Linked DNA regions of Cricetulus griseus: region 2 is linked to region 1. Evidence: chromatin contacts called from public Hi-C data. All regions are on one chromosome and are shown on one strand. Each heading gives the region's core, a stretch centred on a gene start, on an enhancer-like site or on the middle of the called end of the contact. The rest is flanking DNA. Distances are from core to core; before and after follow the strand shown.

Region 1 (6,919 bases), core at 2,345-4,844:
TGGTGGTGTATGCCTTTAGTCCCAGCACTCGGGAGGCAGAGGCAGGTGGATCTCTGTGAGTTTGAGGCCAGCCTGGCCTGCAGATCTAGTTCCAGGACAGCAAAGGCTGTTATACAGAAAAACCCTGTCTTGAAAAACCAAAACCATAAATAAATAAAATTGAACCTTAGCCACATAAAACATAAAAAAAAAAAAACCAAGGCTTTGATTTTTGTTGTCATTTAGTCTTGGCTAAAATTAAAGTTGACTCTAGAGATCACCAATCACAATCACAACTAGCACTTTACTGAAGAAGATTAAAAGAGGAGAAAACATTACAAGTATACAGTAAACCACTACAATGTGTTATGTGGAACAGAGCAAAAAACTGGAAAGCAAGGCCAGTGAGAAGCTCAGCCTGTACAGGCTCTTGCCTCCATCTGATGGCCTGAGCTTGATCTACATGGTAGAAAGACAAAATGGACTCCCACAAGTTGTCCTGCAACCTACCTACATACATACATACATACATACATACATACATACATACATACACACACACACACCATGGTATTAGCACTCATTTTTCTTCTTATTCCCTATTATAAAACTGAGAAATTTGTAAGAATTCTTTCAATGTTAAACCTACTTAGAGTTTGTTTATAAGTAGACTTAATTTAAATTTCTTTACCAAACAACCTACATTACTGATCTTATTAAAATTAACTCAGCTAGTTCAGAAAAAAAATCTTTAAAATTCTTTTGAAGTTAGTATAAAGCAAATGTTTTCCTGTTTGCATCATCTGTGGTACAAGTAAAATAATGATTATTGCAGACACTATTTTTAACCACCAGGCAGGATCTTGGCTTTCAGTGTTATCCGTTTCTTGGTTGATGGTCAAGGCATATGGATCTGTCATTACTGGCAATGTAAAATACCTTCACTTGTGACTTCAAGCTTTTTATTACCTAATTCATTTTAAATATTGTGTTTCAAAAATAATACACCTAAAGGGTTTTCATAGGATATTTATCCTTGTCTCAAAACTGAGTATTCGGAGTTTCCACTTTGTGAAGGCTCAGGAGGGAAACTTTTCTGAGGTCTTAGCATCAGGGAAAGATCTGACTCTCTTGATCAATTTGTTCATCTTTATCTAAAAAAATAAAATAAAATAAAAAACGAAAACCAAAAACCAAAAAACAAACAAAGAAAAAAAAACCACCAACAAATCTTTTTTTTTTTCTTTCTTTTTTTTGGTTGCATTGTTCTGGTTTCCTGTTTTCCCCCTTTCAAATTCCATGCAGTTTCCTCTCACTTATTTTTATCTTGTGTAAAAATAAGTATTTTGTGTGAGCTGACTCGAACTCTCTATGGGATAATGCAGACAGAAATCAGAACAAATATGTTTCATGCTAGAGAAAGGATCAATGCTCCCTTTTGACCCTGTACATGGAAGGCTGCTTTTCCATCACACGATGCCCACCCTCCAAGTTTACCTCACTATTCTGGGGACAGACTGGTGGAGAGCCCTCAGCTCATGAATGCTTGACAATGACCCTAGTCTCAGAGTGGGTAAGGGTGGGTTTGACTACATGACCAACATAAATCCATGGCAGAAAACAAGTACTAAGATACCAATAGAACATTTGAAGAGACTTTGAGTCATCGAAGCCAAAAGTATGTGCCCACCAAAACAAGTGCCAAGAAGCTTTGAAAGACAGAACTGTTCCTCAGCAAGGTTTTTTTCAAGACAGCACACACATAAGCTTTGTCCCTGGAGCATGTAAGTCTGGGCTTTACTTAGTCCCCTAAATAAGTGCCCTTTGTGTGGGGAACACACGAAAATGCATATATTCCCTGTTCTGTTATGGTGTTAATTTATTTTCAATTATTTATTTATTTAATTATAAATAAATTATTTATTATTAATTAATTAATTAATTTTTATTTTATTTATTTTATTTATTTAAGTGCATTTCTCAAAACAGAATTGGACATGTCACCTGAAACTTGTTCTGTTGTGATTTTCAGTCACTAAACAGACAGTAGCTATGTATTAACCTGGCTTTCCCATTTTTTCTTAAATTCTTATTTAATTTTTTGTTTTGCCTGCATGTATGTCTGTGCACCATGTGCGTGTCCGGTGCCTAAAGAGGCCAGAGGAGGGAGTCAGATTACCCGGATTTACAAACAGTTGTGAGCAGCCATGCAGGTGCTGCGAATCAACCCAGGTCCTCTGTAGAGCAGCTGGTGTTCTTAACCACTGAGATCTCCCCAGTCCTTAATCTGGTTTTTCTGCCGACAATCTCTTCAGGATTCTAGAAATAATTTTACCAGTCTACCTAAAGGTGGTAATTTAATTTCTACCTTCAGAACAGGGTTGGAACTCAAACGGCAAAACAGTCTGTGAAACATTAACCAGATAGCTTCTCTTGATTCCTGCTCAATATTCTGTGTATTGTTAAAGGGTTCAAACCCTCTTACAATTGATAATCCTCTTTGCAATCCTGTAAAAAGCTTTACAAGCATTTCTCGGGTGTCAAATGCAAAAACCTTATCCTCTTCTAACTACAGATAAGGACACTGAGATGTTGCAAAGTATGCCTTGTCCCAGATCACCTCCTTTGGAAGTGCTGGAGCCAGAACCAGACCAAGGTCCCTAGCTTTGTCTTAGCATCTCCAGAACTCCTGGTCCCCTTAAAGTTGCAATACTGTGGCGGTGTTCAGAGACCCCTGGAACTTCGTAGGGACTGGGGGTTTTCAGAAAGGGCTAGGGAAACCACGGTGGAAGACAGGTTGTGCAGGTGTGCGGTCCAGCCTCAGAACTGGTACCACGGGGAACAGTCTGTAAAACAGGAAGGTGCAGTCGGGTGTGCCCGCGTTTAGTTAACCAGGCACTCCCCCACCTCCTTCCCGGGCGGCCTCAGTTTACCTTGACCCTGTGGCACTAGGAGAGCAGCGCTCCAGCGGCGGCCTCCAGCAGGCCCTCCTCCTCCTCTCTCTCGTCCCTCTGGCAACCGGACGAATCCCGGCCAGGCCTGGGCGGGTCCGAAGCCTCACGAACGCCCCGAGCGCCCCACAAGCCGCTGGGAGGCGGGGCACGACGGCGGCGAGGGTGTCGTGCACTCGGCGGGCCTCAGGGCGGCACTCTGGGCCCGCGGCCTGCGCTCTCGGGCGGGCCGGCTCGATCCACGGCGGCCGCGAACGTGTCTCCCGGTGACGCAGCCGCGGGTGGGGAACGTGGTGCGGCGGCGGCGGCGACGGCGGGGACGACTGCGCGCACGGCCGTCTTCGTGAGGACGCGGATCTCCGACGCGGCGCTCGCTCGGCAGGGAACGGGCGGCCCCCTCGGGTGCGGACGGCTCGGGGCCTGGCGGGGCCTGGCGGGCCCGGGAGGCCCGGAGGCCGCCGGGGTCGCGGCCCGTGACGCCCCCGCGCTCGCTCTCGCGGGTGCAGGCGCAGCTGCGCGCCGAGGAGGCTCCATGTTGGGAAGCGCCGCGCGCCCTCGTTAGCGGGATCCGGGCGCCGCGGGCAGAGCCCCGGGCTGGGCGCAGCGAAGATGGAGGCCCCGCTGCGGCCTGCCGCCGACATCCTGAGGCGGAACCCGCAGCACGACTACGAGCTGGTGCAGAGGGTCGGCAGCGGCACCTACGGGGATGTGTACAAGGTGAGGCCCGGGCCCGGGCCCGGCCTGCTAGCGTGGGGCGTCCCCGGGATGCGCCGGACCGCAGCGTCCGGCCAGGAAGCGGCCCGGACCCCGCGGCAGGGTTCCGAGCACCCTGGGTTCCCCACCGGTTCTAATGCTGCCCACGGGCACGGCTAACCGCACCTTCCAAACCACCGCTGAGCTTTTTTGTGGTTTTTAAGGCGTACGTTTGGTGTTTAAGTTACTTTGAAGGATGTTCTCCTGTTAGGGTGGAAAAAATGCCTCGCGGAAGGCGGCAGGGCAGGAGAGAATATTGCAAATCCAGACACTTGCATTCTAAATTATTGTTATGGATGAACTTGGCTTTGAAAAGCTATGTGGATCCTGGCTATGAATTGTGAACTGTAAGCAGTCTGGTACTGGAGTAAAATGATATGTGTGTAAACACAGTGGCCTGTAGGAAGATGTTTTTAGAGACCGGTGAGATGGCTCAGCAGGTAAAAGCGCTTGCTGCCAAGCTTTCAGATCACAATCGGTCCACGGATTCTCCCGGTGGAAGCAAGTAGTCCTCTGACCTCTACAGGCATCTCCCCCACCCCCCAACACTCGCACATAAGCCCAGTAAATAAGTAAAATGTAATTAAATTTAAACAAATTTAGAGAAAGATGTTTTTCATCTGGCAGAAGTTTAAGCATTTGTGCCTGGTTGATAATAAGAAATATAATGACTTAATGGGTTTTCCTATTCCAGTAATTCCTCTCTTTGGGATTTATAGCATTCCATAATCCTGAGTGGATAAGAGCTGCAGTCATTTTAGTGCCCTCTTATATTAAGATAAATAATAATAAATTTGTAATTTGCCATTGCAAAAACACATTTGCATTGCAAAAAGCAATGCCATTGCAAACCACACCAATTTCTTAAGTCAGCTTTGTTTTTGAAGGGTTCAGAAGGACAAGACTATCGATGATTCCCTTATGGCTTTTGGTCTTTGTCTCAAAAGGCAGAATTACTGCAGTTCCTTATGGGTATTAAGAAAAAGTTTCTTTTTACAGCATCTTGTTATTTTGACCTATGTGTCAGTCTGTTCCAAAGAGTGATCTCCATGTAGCCCACATGGCCTTGTTACATGAGTAATCGATTGGTTCCACTGTGGTATGTTGACCTACACAGGTGGTTCTATGCAAGGAAAACATCTCTTTTCTGTGCTCGTTTCTGAACAATTTTGTTAGTAGTTCCTTGGGGTGGTATCAGGATACCCTAGCACTGATTCTGAGGTGAGGGCTCTCTGGATAGGCTTTTTACCGGTAAAAACAGGCATTGAGGCTAGCCAGACACTGTTCCAGGTACTGGGCTGTCCCAACAGTGATCACGGTGCTGACTCTGGTCTTGAATACCTTTGATGCAAAGTGCACAATTACTGTGGAATCTCCTTCCTTATGTAAATTAGGGTAGTTAGTGCATCTTGGGCTATCTGGGCATTTTAGGAAACACTTGGCCTTTAAGAAACAGAAACTCATCTTTGCTTTCTGGGTCCCATTCTAAATCATCTTTGTCTTATGATTCACTGTGAGTTAGACCAGTTCAGTTCCATTCATGGTAATTATACAATACTCTAAATTCTAGTTCTAAATTCTAGTTCTTGCTTCACCCCTCCCTGCTTCACCCCTACAACAGAAAATTTAAAGGGAATATTTTCTCCACAAGGATCTTGCCAAGACCTCCACGTTTATCTTTACAGAGTTAACAACCAGAGCAGCTCTCTGGAAAGATTGTATTCTTGCCTGGGGGAGAGGGGGGAGCAAAATTTGTGTTAAAAGGACAGCTGACTGCCTGCTTCTTCTCCAGCTGCTTCCCGGTCTTCAGCTCATGAGTCAACAGTCAGAGCCTAAATACTTACCACCCCCACCTCCCACCTTTCCTAGCCATGCTCCCATCAAATGTATTCTCCTCACACACTAGACCAGCCTCTGAGTCCCAAACAGCCTTTAGACATTAGTGTGTCCTTCTTGTGTTCATCTCCCTCCCCCATTCACCACCTGTTGCCAGTTTTGCTGTCGAGGAAAGCATTACCTCCATTCTAATAAGCCCAGCCCCTCACCTTGACCTCTGACCTCACCCACCACTCTCCTCTCCCTTTCTGATCTGACCACACTGGCTTGCCCCTGTTCCTTAAACAATAAACATCTTCCCACATTGGAGTCTTTGTTCTGGCTGCTTCCTCTGTTCAGTATCTTTCCCCAGACAGTAAATGTCTTGCTTCCTTCCTTTCAGAATACCTGACCATCTTTGTACTTACTGCTGCCAGGCACAGGGTTTTACTTCTTTTATTTCTCTGTTTTGATTCAATAAAGTACTTCACACAGACAGGAACCACCCCCGCCCCCATGTTTGGGTATATCTTAACACCTCGGATTAGGCTGAGCACAGAGTAGATGATTCCTAAAAGGTTGATAACCAAATAAATGACTCTAAGTGAGTCTGTCACCTGGTTGTCTGAGCACTTAATTTTAACACCACAACAGTGTGTAATTCTCTGTGTATTCCTGCACTGCTCTTCATGATAACTGCATGTCTGCTTTCTTTATAAATTTCCATAGCTTGAGTTTCCTGGGAAAACATCTTTGAAAAGCTGTTTCATAGCATATTTATTGTCTGTGATCTAAGCCCTATGGAATTTTGTGAGTTTATACTTACTCCCTCATATGCCTAGAACATGAAACTGTGGAAGACTTTAAGGCAGAGTGGTTGTAATATGATTGTGTATTTTTAAGAAACTGAAAATCCTAGGGAGCTTTAAAAGTGTTTTCCATTCATGATACAAACTAGTAAAATAATCACAATGAAAAGTAATATAGTCTCTTCCACCACTTACTCATCTTAGGTTCTTTTTATTACCTGAGCTGTATTCTGAAGTAATAACTTTAAAAAGCCTTGAGATTCTTTGTGAATTGTCTTCACACCCTGCTAACACACAGGGTTTGTTGGAACCCCCTGTCTTTCCTACAGCTTCCCAAGAGGTTCACACTCCCATCTTTTTGTTTGTTTGTTTTTTTGTTTTTCGAGGCAGGGGTTTCTCTGTGTAGCTTTGGAGCCTATCCTGGCACTTGCTCTGTATACCAGGCTGGCCTCGAACTCACAGAGATCCGCCTGCCTCTGCCTCCCGAGTGCTGGGATTAAAGGCGTGTGCCACCAATGCCCAGCTTTCACACTCCATCTTAAAAGCCGTTCTCTGCCTGCAAGAGGAGGAATGTAAAGATTCAGATAAATGCAGGAAATCTTTGAGGACAGA
Region 2 (6,699 bases), core at 774-3,273, 56 kb after region 1:
ATTTTATGCTATATTCTTTGTTTTAATCTAATCATTTTTTTAAATTTTCATGTATGAGTGTTTAGCCTACATGTAAATAGGTGCACCATGAATGTGCCTGGTGTCTGCAGAGGTCAGAAGAGGGCATAGGATCCTCTGAACCTGGAGTTAGGGATGGTTGTGAGCTATCATGTGGGTACTGGCAACCAAATCTAGGTCCTCTGCAAGAGTAACAAATGCTCTTAACCAGTGAGTCATTTCTTCAGTTCCTTATGCTATGTCCTTGATTCTGAGACTGCAAAAAGAATGTTCTATGGTGTATTCTTCTATTTTGCAATTCCACTTTTTAGATACTTAACTTAATGTGTAAACTGAAGACTAGACTTCATCTTTTTTGTCATTTTTTTTTCCCCCCCGTGGATTCAAGATACGATCTTTATTGTAAAAATAAATCCCCATGCCTGTCCTAGGACTTGTTCCTGGGAATTCTGTTATGTTGCTTTGCGTGTCTGTTCGTGTACAGCAGCACACTTGTGAGTATTCCATCTGCTAAAATGTATTACAACTGTTTCTCCTCCTGCTCCTGCTTCTCTTCCTCCATGTCCAGGTGCACACATTGTTGTTCTTTTAATTATATCTGACTATTATACAATTACATTTTAGAATCTGCTTATCTAGTTTTTAAATTTATTTTTGCTGATGTGTCTAAATTTACATATTAACAGAGTTGACATCTTTATAATGCTCAGCCTTAATTAAAAGACCTTCCCTCCCCACTTTGGGGAGCGGGGGTCAAGATTTAGTTTTCTTCACGAGTGCTCAGAATGTTGATATTTTCATGGAGTATGCCTTGGATAAAGTTAAAGTCATTTTACTGGTGGTTTTTTTTTTTTTTTTGTCTTCACATTTAAACAATTTTCCTTTTATAGATACCAGAGTATTTTATGGCTCTGTTTTTGCTTGCTTAATAGATTTCAGTTCTATCCTGGTTTTTGCTTCAGTTTTCTTAAGTTGGGCTGGTAATTTATATACAATAAATGATCCAATCTTAAATGTGATGCATGGTAAAAATTTGCAGATATATACAACATACCTGGATCTCAGAGTTGCCATGCTCTGTCACAGTCAGTACTTCCACCCTCCCCTGTCTCCAGATTAACTGATATTCTCATCCCTGTCACATAGGTTCCTTTTTAACCGATCTTGACTTTTAGACAAGTAGCATGACACAGTGGACCCTTTTCTTTAACTCAGCCATATCTGTGAGAGTCATTCACGCCATTGTGTAAGACTACATGGTGGTGGAATATTACATTAATGAGTATGTTACAACTCACCCGATCTTCTGTTGACTTTGCTTTGGGCTATTGTAATCATTCTATGTATTCTTACTGTATATTTTTTGTGGACATTAATAATTTTTGAACCTGGCTGTTGATATAACAAAATATTTGAGGCAAACAAAGGAAGAAAGATTTGCTTTGACTCATGTCTCTTGAGTTTTCAGTCCATGGTCACTTGGCCGTATTGCTTTTGGGCCTATAGTGAGGCAGAACAGTATAATTAAGGTTCATCATGGAAGAGCTGTTCACCACATGAGATGAGACATTGGAGTAAGTTGAACTGGCCAGAAACAATATACAGTCCCCAAGGACCCACTCCCTTAAGTTAGGCCCCACCTTTAACTCTGTGTCATCTCCCAATAGCCTTTCTGTTTATGAACCCATTATTTAATTAATCCATTTTGGGGTTACAGCCCTCATGAGCCAGTCACTTCCCCAAAGCCCGTCAGCTAGATTTTAGCACATAGATTTTCATGGACATTTCACATCAGGCCATAACATATCCAGTGTTAGATTGGCCAGGGATGAAGAAATATTCTAACAAAGTCACATTTTTTAATTCTTTGCAGTGATATAAAACATACCATAGAAACCATGTGGCATCTTATCTAACAAAGAAATAGAAGAGGCGCAGCAGGACCAGAATTCAGGGGAAGTTAAACTAATGACTCACAGTGAGGACATGTGACTGGGGAAGGCTGAGCGCCGGGTCTGTTCTGAGAGTGGACTCTGAAGCCTCCTGTAGCTGAACATTGCATTTAGAAGTGCCTTCGTTTGAAGCTCGGTGTCTGGGTTGGATCTGAGTCAGTGACTTAGATCTTCCAGACGTAATACAATGATTCACTGAAATGAACATGATTTCACCAGGCAGGTCCCTGGCAGCCTGATTTAAAGAGCGGTTTCTCAGTGAGAAAGCTGTGTAGCTCAGAGGGTTTTCATTTCATGAAACGTTGTCACATGCAGAGTGGCCTTGGGAGAAATTATGTTCTTTCCGGCCTTTGCATTTGGATTTGTGTTTGTCCTCCCAGGCTGGTGAGTGCCAGAAAAAAAGTTTGTTTCTCTCTTTCTCAGATCAAGATACAGGCATAATATCATTGTGGCACTTAATCTCAGTTGAGACAGGAGGATGGCAAGTGTTCAGAGCCAGCCAGAACTACATGGTGAAACTCTTACCTAAAAAAAAAAAAAAAAAAAAAAGACAAGTAAATGAGAATTTTAAACAAGCTGAGGAGACTTTTACAAACTTCTTACACTTCCATAGTCCCAAGTGTTTTGTTGCCTTTGTCTGAATGAAGGTGAAGCCGGTTAAACTTCCTCCCTGAACTAAAGCCCAAGCATCTGTACATCTGGAATCGCTGCCCCCAACTCCAGTTTCTACATCCATCACAGGCACATGCTGAGACACACTGAGTTTACAGTTTTACACCAATTGGACTGTGGTTCTGTTGTCTGACGAGGGTTCGTTAAACTTCGTAGGTCTGTGGATCTATGTTTTTTATTGTTTGGCTGCTGTTTCTTTGAAATGTCTGCCATTGTCTCTCCTCTGCTTCTGAGACCCTTGTTAACATGAACTCTCTGATTTCATAGCTCACTGAGGTTTTGCTCTCCCTGCACCCTCACCTCTACATGAGAGGAACTTTGTTCTTGTGCTCATTCTGCTATTAAGCCATTCAGTGAGTTTTATTTCAGGTCCACTATTTTTCAAATATGAACTTTAGTCATACCCAGATTACAGATATACATCTATATGCATATTTAGAAATGTAATTCTGTTTCTGTGCTGAGATTGTCTGCTTTACCCACTGTCTGTCTCAAAAGTCCTCAAGCATGTTGATGTTTTTAAAGTTCCTATCTGCTGCTTGCCTGTATCATCTGAATCTGTTTCTTCTTTTTTTCAACTGTCTTTTGTTCCTGTTTTTGTATCTTGGACAATGTAACACCATATTGAGCATCTAAATTTTGTCCTTTTCCTATGAAGACCCTTTTATGGATCTAGAGTTCCACTGACAAAAGCTCAGATGTCTGTCCTAATACCACAGGCTATCCCATGCTGTCTGTCCTAATACTGCAGGCTATCCGGTGTTCACAGTGCTGTCCTCCAGCTATATACGCAACTGCCTGTGACTCCAGTTCCAGGCACTCATGTGAACACTCTGTTTAGCTGAAGGCAAAACATTCACACACATGAAACAAATCTTCTTTCAAAATGTTTTTAGATTATGTTAAATGTTATTAATGGATCCAGGATTTTATTTTAGATTGATATTTAAGCAAATAACATATTTTATGGAATGTCTTCCTTAGTGCTGAAATTTTAAGCCAGACATGGTTGTGCACACTTGTAACCCCACCCAGGACTACAGAGTCTAAGGCAGGAGGAAGATCCCAAGTGGAGAGCCAGCCTAAGTGTACATAATGAGTTCCAGGCCAGCCTGGGTTTATCTTAAAATATAAAAATAAATAAATTTTCAGAAAGAAGGGAGGAAGAGAGGAAAAATTTATGCCTTACTATTTTTGTTCCATATAACAAATTATGTTAGTGCCTTGTATTATTTTTTACAAGTTTTGTTACTGGGGATAAATGCAACTAGATCTTATTTGAAAGCCTTTTAACAATTAGTTAAGTTTGTATTTAGAAATCTTGTGTCTTTATTAGTATAAATGTTGAAAAAAACTTTTTTGGACTTTTAGTCACATTCAGTTTTTTTAAAGTTTTAAAATTATAGTAACTATAAGTAGGTAATGAAGTAACTTTTTCCATTCTAGAATATTTCATCTAAAAGAAATTGCTCTTGAATACTTGGACTAACTATGGAAGTAGACTGATGAGATCAAATAAAATGCACAGCCACGTGTGACCGTAGATGATAAGGCCATCCTGACCTCTCACTCATTATATAATCCTTGTATAATATGGCAAGGTTTTCTCTGCCAGAAAGCTGTTGCCAATCTCAAAACAGCCTCTGAAACATGGAAACAATCTTCGCAACTTTTCCTTTGTCATCTAGCTCCAATAAACTTTAAACATTTTCTTTTACTCAAAAGTACTTTTTAGCCAGGCGTTGGTGGTGAACGCCTTTAATTCCAGCACTCGGGAGGCAGAGGCAAGTGGATCTCTGTGAGTTCAAGACCAGCCTGGTTTACAAGAGCTAGTTCCAAGACAGCCTCCAAAGCCACAGAGAAACCCTGTCTCGGAAAAAAAAAAAAAAAAAAAAAAAAAAAAAAGTACTTTTTAATTTCCTGAGTTCAGCCAAGAATTAAGCATAGAAGCTAGGGGAAATCCCAGATTGCTCCTTTTCCTGGGTTAGTGTGAAGGTGTCTTACAGAAGACGTGATGAAATTTCTTTCTGTGCCTCTGCTTTTCCTCCCTCTCAACAGTGTTCATTCTTGTTTCATTCCTGAAGTTAGCCATGTAAGAGGATGGATGTGTGTATGTTTATACATATCTATGTATCTGCTCTATATTTTGCAGTTGACAAATTACAGTTTGAACCACCTCTGAGGAAAGAAACAGAAGCCCGGGATGAAATGGTAATGGACTTTGAAACATTTCCATGTTAAAATTTGGGAAAACTTAGAGTGAGGTATATTTTTAAGAAATTAAGTACCTACTTTTTATACATAGTAACTATACTAAAGTGTGAAAATTCATAATTAGGTATTTTGATGGTATTACAAGCAGTATAGTTTGAGCCACTTATTTCAGCACTCTCAGTCTTTTGAAGGATGTACTTAAATTACTAAAGCTGTCTTGGCCTCAGCTTTACCTTCTCCTTGTTAGGTTTGCAGTGAGCACAGCTTGGTTTGCTTTACTGGGTAAAGCATCTTATCTGTGGGACTGGGCATGTGGTTGGTAGTGGGTCACTTGTTATAGGTCCTACCATCTGTCTATAACTGTAGGTTCTTTTGTTTTTGTGTTTGTTGTTTGTGAGAGGGTCTCACTGTGTAGCTCAGGCTGCCCTTGAGTTGCTGCAACCCTCCTGCTTCAGCTGCCTAATGCCAGGGCAACAGGCATATGTCATCAAACCAGATGTGATATCATTTTGAGATTAACTACATATTTAACCCCTTATATAAAGGAATAAATAAATAAGATATTGCTAGGATTGGCCTAGAAGGTTCCTTAATGTCTACTTTTTTTTTTTTAAAGATTTTATTTATTATGTATACAACATTCTGCTTCCATGTATATCTGCACACCAGAAGAGGGCACCAGATCTCATAACGGATAGTTGTGAGCCACCATGTGGTTGCTGGGAATTGAACTCAGGACCTCTGGAAGAGCAGCCAGAGCTCTTATCCTCTGAGCCATCTCTCCAGCCCTAATGTCTACTTTTTTTGTCAGTAAAAGTGCAGTTTCTAGGCTTGGTGCTGATGGTGGCACACACCTTTAATCTCAGCACTCAGGAGGCAGAGGCAGGTGGATCTCTGAGTTCAAGTCCAGCCTGGTCTACAGAGCTACTTCCAGGACAGCCAGGGCAACACAGAGAAACACTGTCTTGGGGGTGAGGGGGTGGGCAGGGAGTAACAGTTTCTAGTGGATTTTAATGGGCATTCTTCTTACTGCTTATTTCTATATGCACCAGCATCTCCCATGCTTGGTTATTTGTCTTGACTGATGGAATAGTTATGCAAATAATTCAGATTTTTGTGGGTTGTCGTTTTGTTTGTTTCTGCTTTTTGGATGGAAAGCTCTATTTAATAGATGTGGGGAAGTTCTTAAGTTTACATCAGATGATAATAAGTCATTGATCTAAATGTGTCAAATGACAGAACAAATTGTGGTGATGTAAAAACTGATTGGATGTCATGATAACTAACAGCCGCAATGCTGGGGTTTTCTTGAACCAGATAAGATGACTGATAGGTGATTACTAAATCAAGTGGTAGATATTAACTGGGTTAATATCTATGAAAGTAACATTTTAAACTGTGACCTGCACAGGGACTACCATCAGACCCAAATTTTATATTACATTGGAATCCTTTTGTGGATGGTGCAAATACAGGCAGGTAAGTTGTTTTGTAATTAACAACTTCATTATATGAACAGCTTTTATGGGGATTTGTCTTAAAATTGTCAGAACTTTGACTTACATTATTGACAAAAAGCATCATGAGCTATTTAGTATGGTTTTTAAAGGATCTCTTTTGTTTGGGGGAATTTTTGTTTATTTTCTTCTGTTTGTTTTTATTTTGTTTTCCAATTGTTTGTTTTGCAAGAGGGCCATGTTACATAACCCTGGCTTGACCTGGCTGGCCTTGAACTTGCAGCCATCCTCCTGCCTCTGCCTCCCAAGTACTGGAGTTGCAGGCATGTGCCACCATTCCTGGCATGGTTTTTGTTTTAGTCCACATATATTTTGTGTAATGATAA

The links. A called contact is a pair of places that touch in the nucleus more often than the background predicts.
Region 2: a Hi-C map of the CHO-K1 cell line shows a contact between it and region 1, with 2.0 times the contacts expected there. The contact joins the enhancer-like site here to the promoter of LOC113836000 in region 1.

The regions. Positions count from the first base shown.
Region 1 is chr5:133,503,021-133,509,939 of CriGri-PICRH-1.0, forward strand. LOC113836000 (cleavage and polyadenylation specificity factor subunit 6-like) reads right to left here and starts at 3,595. Exons shown (of 2, transcript XM_027418176.2): 1 at 2,913-3,595. The coding sequence starts at 3,571. Map4k5 (mitogen-activated protein kinase kinase kinase kinase 5) reads left to right here and starts at 3,507. Exons shown (of 32, transcript XM_027418172.2): 1 at 3,507-3,647. The coding sequence starts at 3,540.
Region 2 is chr5:133,560,803-133,567,501 of CriGri-PICRH-1.0, forward strand. Map4k5 (mitogen-activated protein kinase kinase kinase kinase 5) reads left to right here. Exons shown (of 32, transcript XM_027418172.2): 14 at 4,795-4,853; 15 at 6,268-6,335. Among named protein-coding and RNA genes, the nearest start is that of Cdkl1, 51 kb to the right of the region's middle. Within about 2 kb of position 2,024, at least 4 of the 6 cell types and tissues checked have open chromatin away from gene starts, as enhancers often do. A contact at or near this core is called in the CHO-K1 cell line, where this site is marked.